Regions from separate parts of the Zea mays genome. Here region 2 is linked to region 1. The links are chromatin contacts, called in public Hi-C maps. All regions are on one chromosome and are shown on one strand. The core of a region is the stretch at or near the end of the contact, and the rest is flanking DNA. Distances in the headings are between cores, read along the strand shown. Region 1 holds the start of LOC100272496. Region 2 holds the start of LOC103636850 (protein SHORT-ROOT 2-like).

Region 1 (6,335 bases), core at 2,559-5,058:
GTTTCTCATGAATTTAATATTAAAATTTATCGAACCTTTACTGTTCATGGTCTTGTGGCGCATCAGACTGCCTCCAACGGTTAGTTGTAGGCGTGCATCGACGAGCCAATGGCTAGCTAAGGAAACTACCAGTCAGAATCCTGGACTCAAGGCACGTGGACCTGGTCCGGTGCCCCGCGGGAAGCTGAATTTTGACATGGATATGTTTTTATTATTGGACAAGGTATGCACGACTTCGATTCGGCAACAAGAATTTAATGATATGTTTTTATTATTTTGTTCATTTAGTTATCTTCTTTAAACTTGAATTCAATGCAAAAGTAGTTTTATGGTATTACTTAATTTTGTCATGTAGTTCTTTGTCTCCTATGAATTTTGGTCCTACGTCCGCCACTGGTGGATAGCATAGAAAAAAACACTAAGAATTTATTACGACAATGAACCAACAATATTTTACTCCTACAACAACGAGTCAAGTGGGGACTGCCAAGCTTATTGGTATTAAGTGTTATGTTGTTAGAGAGAAAATTTAATATTAAACTATTAAAGTTGAGTATATCATAACCTAGCTTATGCTAGCGGATCCGTTTACAAAAAGGCATTCGATCTAACGTGTGTTTAGATAACACGTATCGGCATGGGATCGGATTAAGGGAAAGCCTATGACTCTAAATTAAGGGGCTATAGAAATAAATTTCATTCTAAAGCAGAGAGCATGTTATATATAGTGAATGAGTTCAGTGACATTTAGGCCTTGTTCGTTTCTATCGGATTGCACCCGGAATCGTTCCAGCTAAGGCCTTGTTCGTTTGTGTCGGATTGCACCCGGAATCGTTCCACCTAATCAAAGTTTATATAAATTAGAGAAGCAATCCGGTTAGGAACCGTTCCGACCCACCAATCCGGCAGAAACGAACAAGGCCTAACTAAAATTTATATAAATTAAAGAAGCAATCCGGTTAGGAATCGTTCCGACCCACCAATCCGACACAAACGAACAAGACCTTAGTCGGTCATCATCGTGTTCTCTGACTCGGTAATAACACGGTAACAGAACGAGTTAGATAAGCACCTAGTAACAACTTATTAGCTTGCACGGTTCCCACACGTCCAGCTGGTCGCAAACGGGCCGGCACGGCCCGCCAGGCCCGGCTAGCGAAGCGTGCCGTGCCCAGATGGGCCGGCGTGCCGCTGCCGCGGCCCGAACGAGTTAGATAAGCACCTAGTAACAACTTATTAGCTTGCACGGTTCCCACACGTCCAGCTGGTCGCAAACGGGCCGGCACGGCCCGCCAGGCCCGGCTAGCGAAGCGTGCCGTGCCCAGATGGGCCGGCGTGCCGCTGCCGCGGCCCAGGCACGGCCCGTGAGCCTGTTAGTCGTGCCGGGCCGGCCCGGCGGCACTATGGCCCATCTGAGTATATTGTAGAATTTAGCAAAAATTGTGTGTAGTTGTGGGGGCTTGAACTCACAACCTAGTGCATAAGAGACTTAAACGCATCCATCTAACCAGTGCAGCTGCAATTTTATTGTGTTATATGTTGAATTCTTATACTAAATATATGTAAACTATTATTTTTAAAATAAAAAATGTAACCGTGTCGTGCCCGTGCCAGCACTACGGGTCGAGATAGTGGCCCAGGCACGGCACTATAGCCGTGCCGTGCCAGGCACTGGCACTATACTAACCGGACCGGGTCGTGCCTGGACCGTGCTTTTTCGTGCCGTGTCTCGCCGGCCCATCGTGTTAGTGCCAAATGGCCATCTATAGTTCGGAGGTTGATGTATGGGCTGAGCTGCACACTACCGGAATCGCGTTCTTTGCTGAGTGTCTAAGACACTCGGCAAAAACTATTTTACATTCGGCAAAGGCTTTGCCGAGTGTAACACTCGGCAACGAAAAAAAAGGAGTGCTAGCTAATGATGATCGAACATAGTGCATTATTCATTGGGTAACCCTGCTTTGGGATTAATTCTAGTCAAATCGATCTCCCAAAAGTTCTCAATATATACATACTATACTGGAGTATATATAACCATCATATGGAGCAGTCACTCCGATCGAACATAGCTTCTCGGCGAAGCGAGACCGACTTGCATTGAATTCCAACCAATAACAACGAACGGCTAGCTCGACCATGCACTGCACAGCATGTACTATAGGGAATGTGATCCTCGCCACCATCTTCCTCCTTCTTGCATTGGTGGCTGGCGCTTTGTTCGCGCATGTGCATTTGTTGCTGTGGGTGTATTTATTGATGCGCATGACTCTATCACGCTACTACAACGACTCTTTAGCACTACTATGGTGGCTGGTTTATTTTTATTTTTTGTCCGAATATATATATGTGGACGATAATGATAGCAGCGCCACGTACTACTGCAAGTCGATTGCTTTGGCAATGTGCCATTCCTCCCGTATATGCATCGATCTTCATTAATTACTTGGTTTGTTTTATTACCCTCTTGTGTTATGTCTATGCCATATTCAATTCCTTCTGGACTATATCTATATATGCAATTACAATTACTCAGTAGAGTATACCAAACTGTATTTGGAGATGCATATCTCGTCTTTGCTTGATTGCAACGCATGCATGCATATGGCCGGCGTTTTAATAATAATAAGGGAGCTGTTAGTTGCCAACACGGTAGCTCCTCGCATTGTAGTGTGCATCATATACCATATACTATACATGCATACACATATATATGCACCAGACAGCCACCCCGGCCAGCAAGGCTACCAGCATAGTGCATGCATGCGGTTAGCCCAAAGATGCAAGGGACCAAATACGACGGCGCTATGCATGGGGCCGGGCAGTTGTGGACTTGTGGTGACGATCGAATTGAAAGATGGAGGAATTTTGTTTTATTTTCTTTTTGGTTCAAAAGCATCATCTGATGATGAAGAAACACTATTGTGTGTGTGTGCGGCTTCTTGATGTGGCTGGCTCGCACCCTTGCCGCCTGTGCACGCAGTCGCTCTATGTTCGTTGACGAGCCTAACCTAACCATGCATAGATGATGTGTGGATCCGATAATGGTGGTTGTAATTTCACGTAAGAAATGTAGTAGTTGATAAAAGTTTCTGGTTCTTCTGCGTGCTTATTTCTTCGAGGGATTGAGAAAAATAAGTGCAAGAAAGTAGAATTCAGAAAAAGGACCTTTTGTTATAACAACCAAATTCTTTATTTGAGGGAGTAGATTTTTTCTACTAAATTCTATTTATATATCACTGTTTACTGGGGAAAAAATTGATTTTTTCTCTCTCTCTCAATCTGATGGAGACGCTCAATGCTGACAGCAAAGTTGAGGACTCTAAAATGGACAGCTTGTACCACAATGAACCTAACCAACCAACTGCATGTTCACCTCCTCCATTATATATCTGAAATTTCTTTTTCTTAGATTAATTTAGCCCCTCTGTTCATCTATATATATGTTCTCTTATTTATCATGTTGTCTCGCTCTTACCATTATTCTTTATCAGTCGGTAAGTATTCCTTGTCGTTATAAATTATAGGTTATTTTGGCTTTCTACTTATATTGGTTTTTGCTATGTATTTAGACATATATAGTGTTTATCTAAGTGTTATAAAATAAAAAGAGTACATTTGTAGAAAGCAACAGCAACATAATGTTAGATATGAGCACCAGATCTACCTACGCAATTCATACTCGTTGTTTTGTCGGCCGGAAGAAGGGGGTGGTGCCGGCCATCTTGTGTCACGCTGTCATGCATATTATATTATTATTAAAGAGGCTAAATGCCCCGATATTCCTTGACCATATCTATAAATGCAAGCTCTGCAGACTACTCCCAACTCCCAAAACCAGAATTAATTATCTGACGGTGCATGCCATGCCCATGACACCCCTCGAGTGCGACATGGCCCCTGCAGCTTCTCGCCAGTCGTGGCCTCTTCCTCGCTGCGGCCTGCTGGTCTTGGCCCTTGCACTGGCGACGACCGCCGCGGTGGGCAGCGCGCAGCTGTCGTCGGAGAGCTACTACGACGCGTCCTGCCCCGCCGCCCTTCTCACCATCAGGACCGCCGTCTCGACGGCCGTGCTGCTGGAGCCCCGCATGGGGGCCTCCCTTCTCCGCCTCCACTTCCACGACTGTTTCGTGCAGGTAAGTCATCAGTCGTCTCAATCTAACAGAGACGACAGATAGTGAGTGAGTGAGTGAGTGACCATGGCTCTGCGCTGTGTATATGCATGCACCTATTATATGTACGGCAGGGTTGCGACGCGTCGGTGCTGCTAGACGACACGGCGAGCTTCACCGGCGAGAAGGGGGCGGGGCCGAACGCGGGGTCGCTCCGGGGCTTCGACGTGATCGACAACATCAAGATGCTGCTGGAGCTGCTGTGCCCGCAGACCGTCTCCTGCGCCGACATCCTCGCCGTCGCCGCCCGCGACTCGGTTGCACAAGTAAGCTAGCCAACGGTCGAGATCACTGCTCGATCCTCCCATGGATCGATGGGCTGGGCTGTGTAAAGCGATCGATGCTCTGCCTCTTCTTGTGATCGATCGTACGTCGTCACAAGTAAAATGAGTGAACTGCGTGCAGCTGGGAGGACCATCGTGGGCGGTTCCGCTGGGCAGGAGGGACGCGACCACGGCGAGCGCGTCCCTGGCCAACAGTGACCTCCCTGGGCCTACCAGCAGCCTCAACGGCCTGCTCAACGCTTTCTCCAACAAGGGTTTGAGCAGCACCGACATGGTTGCCCTCTCAGGTACACACATGTGCTACTACGCGTCTCCTTTTCCCGCTTCATGCATTGCAATGCATGCATGCCGCCGTAGATTCGCAGCAGCAGCACCGGCAGGTGGCACGTCCCATCCCATCTACCTATAGATCTTTGCTTTACACTGCAGATCGGCACGGCAGCAGATCATCAACAGCTAGCTAGCTAGCTAGCTCGAGCACATGGTGTGTCCTAGTAGAAAATAAACCAAATTGCAAAAGCATGCACAGGGAACAATCGAAATGGACGCGGCAGCAAACCAGGTCTTCCACTCATTCCAGGCCAGCAGACTACGGCCCTAATTGAATATACTAGATCTAATAGTTAACTGTTAAAATTAGTTGTAGATATCTAAACAATCTAGTTGATAGTTTCATTAGATGGTTCAACCTATATTGTAGTAATAGTTAGCCAGCTAAGGTCTAGTTTGGGCACTCTAGTAATGAGTGAGATTGGAGTGGATTATTGAGATGTATTGAGAGAGTATTTGATCTATTGGGGATTTATATCCTCTCCAATCCCTTCAAAACACTTTAATCCTAAAGTATCCAAACTAGGTCTAAGGGGGTGTTGAATACACTAGAGCTAATAATTAGTAAGCTAAAAAATTACTAGTATAATTATCTAGGTGCCCAGCTAACTATTACGGTCCGTTTGGATGTTAGCATTCAAGGCCATGGAATTGAAATGTGTCCGATACCATATAACTAGGTGGGAGTGGGAATTGGAATGAGGCTTAAATCCAATGCTAGTGTTTGGGTGGCATGAGACGTGGTTTCCAATGAATAACGGAGGGTCTTGGCTCGGCATCGTCACAAGGTTGTGCTCGTTGGGCTAAATACGACCCGAAAACGGAGGAAGTTTCTGAACAACAAACTCTGTGACCAACCAAACACTGGATTTAGGTCTGCCATTTCCAATTCCAAATTTTGGCCCTGAATACTGACAACCAAACAGGGTGTTAGCTAATTTACTAAAAATAACTAATAGTTGAACTATTAGCTAGACTAGTTGAGTGTCTTCCGCTAATTATTAGCTTTAGTATATTTAAATATAGCCAAATGCCACTAACAATTTTTAGCCAACTAACTAACCAGGTCCTAAATCACTCGGTTTCCCGCGGCATGGGGCCGGGCTTCCTGGCTATAGCCTAGCTTATCTCAAGGTCTCAAGTTTGTACCGCGCTACGTACGTGCACACGTACGCATGCATGCCAGTATTTTGTTCCCTTCTTCTGTTCTCCTTTACTCGGTGGCCGGCCATTGTCTGCTTCCTATGATTGTTGCAGCGCACATCATTTATATGCATATTTAATATACATACATCGTACGTCGTACGTACCAGCAAGTAGCTACATGCATGCATGCATGACGCATCGTTTATTGTTCGTTTGCACGCGCGGATGAATCCAACATGGTGATGGATACTGGCGTCCTGTTGGTCTCTGTTCTATAGTCAGCACTCAGCACCTTTCTGCTCTCAGAGCCTGACAACATTTGGACGGACGCGTAGGCATCACCTAACGACGATCGAGTACGTACGTGCATGCATGGCCATCGTCCATCGATCACGCGATCGAATCG
Region 2 (6,992 bases), core at 2,836-5,335, 230 kb after region 1:
CGGCAAAGAGCCTGACATGGGGACCCTCCCTGGCGGGCTCTTTGCCGAGTGTCCCAACTGACACTCGGCAAAGAAGGCGGCTTTGCCGAGTGCTGCCCGGAAGACACTCGGCAAAGATATCTTCTTTGCCGAGTGCCAGCGTTGACACTCGGCAAAGCCGCCGTCTCCGCCACCCGGCGCCGTAACGGTCGCTTTTCTTTGCCGAGTGCTCCCTGGCACTCGGCAAACATCTTTGCCGAGTGCCCGAGAAAAAGTACTCGGCAAAGAAGTCTTTGCCGATGTACTGTTTGCCGAGCCTTCGTTGTCGAGTGTTACACTCGGCAAAGCCTTTGCCGAGTGTTTTTATGTCTTCGCCGAGTGCTTCAGGCACTCGGCGAAGCGATTGATTCCGGTAGTGACTATCTAACAAAAATATAATATACATTTTTTATCTATAAATGTAGATTTATATATATTTGTATTTGTATATCTTATAATACTAAATGTTCTTAGGATTCAATTTTCCCATGCTTGCCGTCAACATCTGCAATTATAGCACCTATCTATTTATTGAATCTATCCAGATTTCACATCATCCACTATTCATTTATCCTCGTCAACATACCCACCGTCCAAAATTGTTGGCAATCATGATAGTTACGTGTAAGGTATCCTTCTACTAATGTGATATAATAAAATTTCTATACTATAGCTTATTCTTCTATTTTGTGCTCCATATCTTGTCATCTGAAAAGATTTCTACCATGTGCACCTACTTCTAATTTGTATTTTGATTACTTCAAAATGCCTACGTTTTTAATTAAGTCATGCATTTCAATTTTTATGAACTCTCCCGCTCATATCTTGCCTCCACTAGTACACAATAGACAATCACTTACTCCATCCTAACACAACAGGAAAATACTTAACTTTTCTAGAGTCTAAACAGTAGGAAGTTAGCCCTGTACTCTCAAAAGTTAGAAAACTCCTCGGAAGTTAAATCATCCCGTCAAAAGTTACGCTCTCAGAAAGAAATGGTCGGAAGTTAGCTTAACTTCCGAGATGGCTCTTGGAAGTTAGTTACCTTCCTAGAGCCAAAGTTGCCTCTCAGAAGTTAACGGGTTGGTGTCGTTCCCATCGGCGATGCTAACTTTCGATCGTTTACAATTCCTCTATGAAGTTAGCCGGCTAACTTTTTATCGTCTACTAATCCTCTAGAAAGTTAGAAGGCTAACTTCTTACGTTTTCTGTAGCATCTAGGAAGTTAGTTAGCTCTAGGAAGTTAAATTGACCAGTATTACAAATGATGTTCCAATTTCATTATACACCACATTGCACACATAACAGATATACTAACCCCCCACCACATATCACATATAACATCTCACATACAATCACCACAAGACGAACAAAAATGACAACCATTTCATCACAACAACATCTCCATTTCATCACAATATGATTTCACAACATAACAATAACATCTCATCTGTAGTCATAAGACATAAAAGTCTAAATCTCACAAAATACATCAAAATGCAAGCTCACTGCTGCCAATCAACATCGGGGAACTGCGACGAGTGATGTTCGCTACCTCCACTAGCGAAGAGCGCATTGACGAAGTCGAAGCCGTCATCTTGTTGCTGCATTGGCATGGTAGCTGGAGGGGTCTGATATGCATGTATAAATGACATTCGTCGAGTCACATCGTAATATAACAACAAGTAAATAATGATGAATTTGCATACCCGATGTCCGATATGTGGTGGACGTGAAGGCCAAGGAAAATGTAAGGTAGGTGCAGGTGGGGGCACCGGGATTTGTATCCCTTGGGCTTGTGCTAGTTGATACAAAATTGCTGAATTCATTCATGTTAGTGTTTTAAATCAATACATAACTTAAAGTGAAAGTTATTATATTTCGAACTAACTTATATGAGTGCTTGCTGTGGTTGAAACTGAGCAACATATTCTTGCTGCGCATCCTATTGCCTCAAGTATTCCTGATCTTGCCTAAGCTCTTCTCGGAGTCGCTCCACTTTTGATGCATCCTGAGTGGAGCGAAGGGAGCTACGAGCAGCAGACCTCGACGAACCTCCCCTCTGAACCGTCACCTGACTCGAGTCGATGACGGGAGCTACGAGCAGCAAACCTTGAGTGGAGCAACATGAGCTACGAACAGATTCAGAATATCGATGAAGCAAGATAAGATGTATAGAGTCCACACCTTCCATGAGGATTTCCACCAGTTTCATACACAACCTGAGGATCAATAGGTGCGGTCCTCCAGTCGTAGTCCGATTCGTGCTGACTAGACATCGCCTCGCCAAATGCAGCCTCCATACAAAAGAACAATGCAATCCTATATAGAAATTTTCATATAAACAAAATATATCAAAGCATTTCAAAACACTCATCAGGCGATCTGTTGCTATTTGGCTGCACACCACATCTAGGTTTGCAGGATCTGGTCCCCGACGGAGTGTGTCACATCCTCATCAGATGTTAATTTTTAGATCCGAGTGGCGCTCAAGGCCATCAGAAGTAATTAACTTCCTACCGTTTCAATCGAACCCCGTAGGAAGTTATTATGCCAATATGCCGTAGAAGTTTGTTTTTTGGTGTCGTGCAAACTAAAATTCATACAATACTTAATGTATATGCTTTATATATGTGTCTAGATTCATCAGCATCCACTTGAATAATGTATGTGCTTTATATATGTGTCTAGATTCATCACCATCCACTTAAATATAGACATAAAAACCAAGAGGTAAAATAAATACTAGTTTAGGACAGATGGAGTATTATTATTTGTAGCTATATGAACCGACAATGACACAGAGATTTTCATTTGTTTTGTAAAAAATATTTTTTAACACTAAACCAGATTAAGACAAACTTTATATAAAAACTATAGTGTTTAAAAAGACCCAAAGCTGATAGATCAACTCATCCAATCCACAAATCAAAAAAAAATTGAGGAGTGAGAAGATGATAGGGGAGAGCAGGAATTTGCCGAGTGTCCGACAAAAAACACTCGGCAAAGCGCCGAGCACTCGGCAAAGACCCAGATTCCGGTAGTGCCTATTAGTGTGCCACCTAGCTCCATTAACTTTGAAAGCGCAGTTTTGGGTGCTAAATTTTTTGAGTGGTTCTCACATTGCTTTGGTCCACACGTACAGTCAATATAACCAACATGGTGTGTAATTTGCGATTAGCTAGCCCATACTTACTCCCCACAGCTGTTGGCCTGTTGCATTCCATGCTCTCACGCCACTGACTCGGTCTCGGTGACTCTCCTCTCTCAGGTCCCTTCCCCAAGCAGCTACTAGCGCTTTGCTTGGGCTCAAATCTGGACTCAAGCACAGATGGCATACTCGTTTACAGTTACAAAACAGCGGTGAGCTAGCGATAGTGGAGCAGGCCAGTGAAGTGAAGCAGGTTGACCACCCCCAGCGCAAATGAACCCCCTGTGGCTTTTCACCCCGTGTGGTTTGGTTTGGTCGTACTCGTACCCATAATCAGCTGTCGTTAAATAATATAATAACCACCGTAATTTCCCCGGTGACAGCTCTAATCGTGCCTGGGTATATAGTAGTACTCCCTCCGTTTCTTTTTATTAGTCGCTGGATAATGCAAAATTGCACTAATTTTGCACTATCCAGCGACTAATAAAAAGAAACGGAGGGAGTAATATATATTCTGCGCCAAATGCAATAACGGTGGTGGGATAAAGACACGGCTGGGGCCAGGAGAAATTTGAAATGCATCCACTCGTCGGTATCCGCCCGCCTGCCTGCGGTGCACACAATCCGACTGTCACGCACGTCCACTTTAGACCTACATACCTTTATTTTCCGGCAAAGCTGATCAAGACGCGAACTAAAGGCAGGATAAGCGAGGGAGCACATCGATCGCACAAAAAGCACCCAAATTTCTACCTTGTCTATCCAATGGCAGCAAGGGAGCATGGCGCGCGATAGTAAAAAAAAAAGAAAAGAAAAGAAAAGCGTTGTGGTGGTCTCGCCATGCATGCATCCTCTTTGCACACATGTTATATAACCCACGAGGTGACCACCATGGTTGTGTTTATGTAGGTAGCAACAACAGCACAAGCCCATTTGCACCGTATGCATGTTGTTGTTGTTGCTGGCTCCGGTGGGTTAGATGGACACACTGTTTAGATTGGTTAGCCTCCACCAACATCACCAACAACATCACCAACAGGCAGCAGCAGCAGCAGCGTCCTCCTCGCCGGACCAGCACCACCACCACCAGTCCCCCTACAGCTCCCGCTCCACGTCCCGCAGCAACGACACCTCCACCGGCTCACGCTCCTCTCCCTCCTCCTACCACACCCACAACCACCACTACCACTCTTCCCACCCCCACTCCCACTACAGCAGCGCCAGCTACTACTACGACCCCGCAGGCAGCGGCAGCGGCAGCGCCGGCTACTACTACTACGACCACCACCAGCCGCCGCCGCCGCCGCCGTACCAAGAAGAATGCGGCAACGACCACGGCTTTTACATGGATGAAGACTTCTCCTCCTCGTCCTCGTCCCGGTCCCGCCACTTCCAGTCGTCCTCGCGCGCCCCGCCCTCGTCGTCTCCCACGCCACCGCACGCCCAGCCCCAGCCCCCGCCCGCGTCCACGTCGTCCGGCGCCGGCGCCGGCGCCCTGTTCGAGGCGGCCGACTTCTCGTTCCCGCAGGTGGACATCGACCTCGACTTCAGCTCCCCCGCCTCGTCCTCCGGCGCCGCCGCCTCGTCCTCGGGCGGCGGCGGCGCCGGGAGGTGGGCCGCGCAGCTGCTGCTGGAGTGCGCGCGCGCCGTGGCCGCCCGCGACAGCCAGCGCGTGCAGCAGCTCATGTGGATGCTCAACGAGCTGGCGTCGCCGTACGGGGACGTGGACCAGAAGCTGGCGTCCTACTTCCTCCAGGGCCTCTTCGCGCGCCTCACCACCTCCGGCCCGCGCACGCTGCGCACGCTCGCCGCCGCGTCGGACCGGAACACGTCCTTCGACTCCACGCGCCGCACCGCGCTCAGGTTCCAGGAGCTCAGCCCCTGGGCGTCCTTCGGCCACGTGGCCGCCAACGGGGCCATACTCGAGTCGTTCCTGGACGCGGCGGCGGCGGCGGCCGCCTCCTCGTCCTCCTCCTCGCAGCACCCGCCGCGGCTGCACATCCTGGACCTCAGCAACACCTTCTGCACGCAGTGGCCGACGCTGCTGGAGGCGCTGGCCACGAGGTCGTCGGACGACACGCCCCACCTGTCCATCACCACCGTGGTGCCCACCGCCGGCGTGCCGTCGTCCGCGGCCGCGCAGCGCGTGATGCGGGAGATCGCGCAGCGCCTCGAGAAGTTCGCGCGCCTCATGGGCGTGCCCTTCAGCTTCCGCGCCGTGCACCACGCGGGGGACCTCGCGGGGCTCGACCTCGACGGCCTCGGCCTCGGCCTCCGCGAGGGCGGCGCCGCCACGGCGCTCGCGATCAACTGCGTCAACGCGCTGCGCGGGGTCGCGCCGGGGGGCGCGCGGCGGCGCGACGCGTTCGTCGCCTCGCTCCGCCGCCTCGAGCCGCGCGTGGTCACCGTCGTGGAGGAGGACGCCGACCTCGTGGCGGCGTCCGAGCCGTCGTCGTCGTCGGCCGGGGAAGCCGACGCGGAGGCGGCGTTCATGAAGGTGTTCACCGAGGGCCTCCGCTTCTTCTCGGCGTACATGGACTCCCTCGAGGAGAGCTTCCCCAAGGCGAGCAACGAGAGGCTCGCCCTGGAGAGGGCGGCGGGGCGTGCCATTGTGGACCTCGTGGCCTGCCCGGCGTCCGAATCCGTCGAGAGGCGGGAGACGGGGGCGTCGTGGGCGCGCCGCATGCGGTCTGCCGGCTTCTCTCCCGTGGCATTCAGCGACGACGTGGCCGACGACATGCGGTCGCTGCTGCGCCGGTACCGGGAGGGATGGACCTTGCGCGAGCCAGGCGCGGACGACGGCGCGGCGGCCGGGGTGTTCCTCGCGTGGAAGGAGCAGCCCGTGGTGTGGACGAGCGCGTGGAGGCCATGATCATGAACCAGATCGTGAGCTCCATCGTATCGGCAGCAGAACAAGATGATGCGTGCTCCATGCATGCATGTGTATGCTCTAGCTAGCATGCAGCGTAGGGCATGCATTGCTTCGCTGGATCGTGTGAGTGGCGGCAACGACGCGCACGGGGATCAGGTAGCGTGCTTTTTTTCCAATTATAAATCGGATGATGGATCTTAGCACTGTTTACCACATTACTTAGGTTTTTTCGAGAGGCGTAAGTATGTAGGGATCGGAGAAGCTGAAGATCAGATGCTTATTTTTTTTAAGTAGAAATTTGGGAGGAATTGACATTGTTGCAATGCATCCATGTTTTTGACTGCAAGAGATGGTTATTGTTTGGTTGATGTGGAGGTTAGAGCATCTTTAGCACCTCACCAGTAATCCATCTCCAATAAAATGGTATTGGTGGTTGCCAACAGTTTTTCTCTGAAATATTACCAAAGATGCTCTAGTATAGATCATAAATAATCTTATTCAATATACGAGACTCATGAAGAATTGAATAACAAACATTAGACAAAAAAAAATACTAGCCAACATGTGGTAAGTTAGACAGCGAACCAAGATACCTAGTTCCTCGCATTTCTGCATGCATTTTATTTTTGCAGCCAGTGAGTTGGTAGTATCATGGTTTGACGTGTGTTACTATTCCACTATTCGGCTCTGCTGATCTGTAGCATCTTTTAGTTTTTCTACCGGTTAAACTGGCCCTTTGATCACTCGTGTGCATGCATATGGTTCTCGTCATGGCATTCGCTTTGGACTGATGCAATGCAATGCAAGCAACCTAGTTCCATCTACCCGATGTGTTCGCGCTGCAGCTCGCAGCTGAGCTCATGTTTGCCGAGAGACTTGACAAGATTTGCATGCGAAGGACGAACACGATCGCACTGATTACTTCTGTTATTCTTTACTTTTCAAACATCG

Evidence for each region. Hi-C and Micro-C count contacts between places; a contact is called where the count stands out from the background.
Region 2: a Hi-C map of ear shows a contact between it and region 1, with 3 times the contacts expected there. The contact joins the promoter of LOC103636850 here to the promoter of LOC100272496 in region 1. A contact is called at or near these places in 3 of 25 Hi-C or Micro-C datasets (bundle sheath, ear and tassel).

The regions. Positions count from the first base shown.
Region 1 is chr1:77,978,783-77,985,117 of Zm-B73-REFERENCE-NAM-5.0, forward strand. LOC100272496 reads left to right here and starts at 3,809. Exons shown (of 4, transcript NM_001367440.1): 1 at 3,809-4,133; 2 at 4,244-4,435; 3 at 4,575-4,740. The coding sequence starts at 3,864.
Region 2 is chr1:78,212,746-78,219,737 of Zm-B73-REFERENCE-NAM-5.0, forward strand. LOC103636850 (protein SHORT-ROOT 2-like) reads left to right here and starts at 4,086. Exons shown (of 1, transcript NM_001323339.1): 1 at 4,086-6,101. The coding sequence starts at 4,149. The coding sequence ends at 6,041.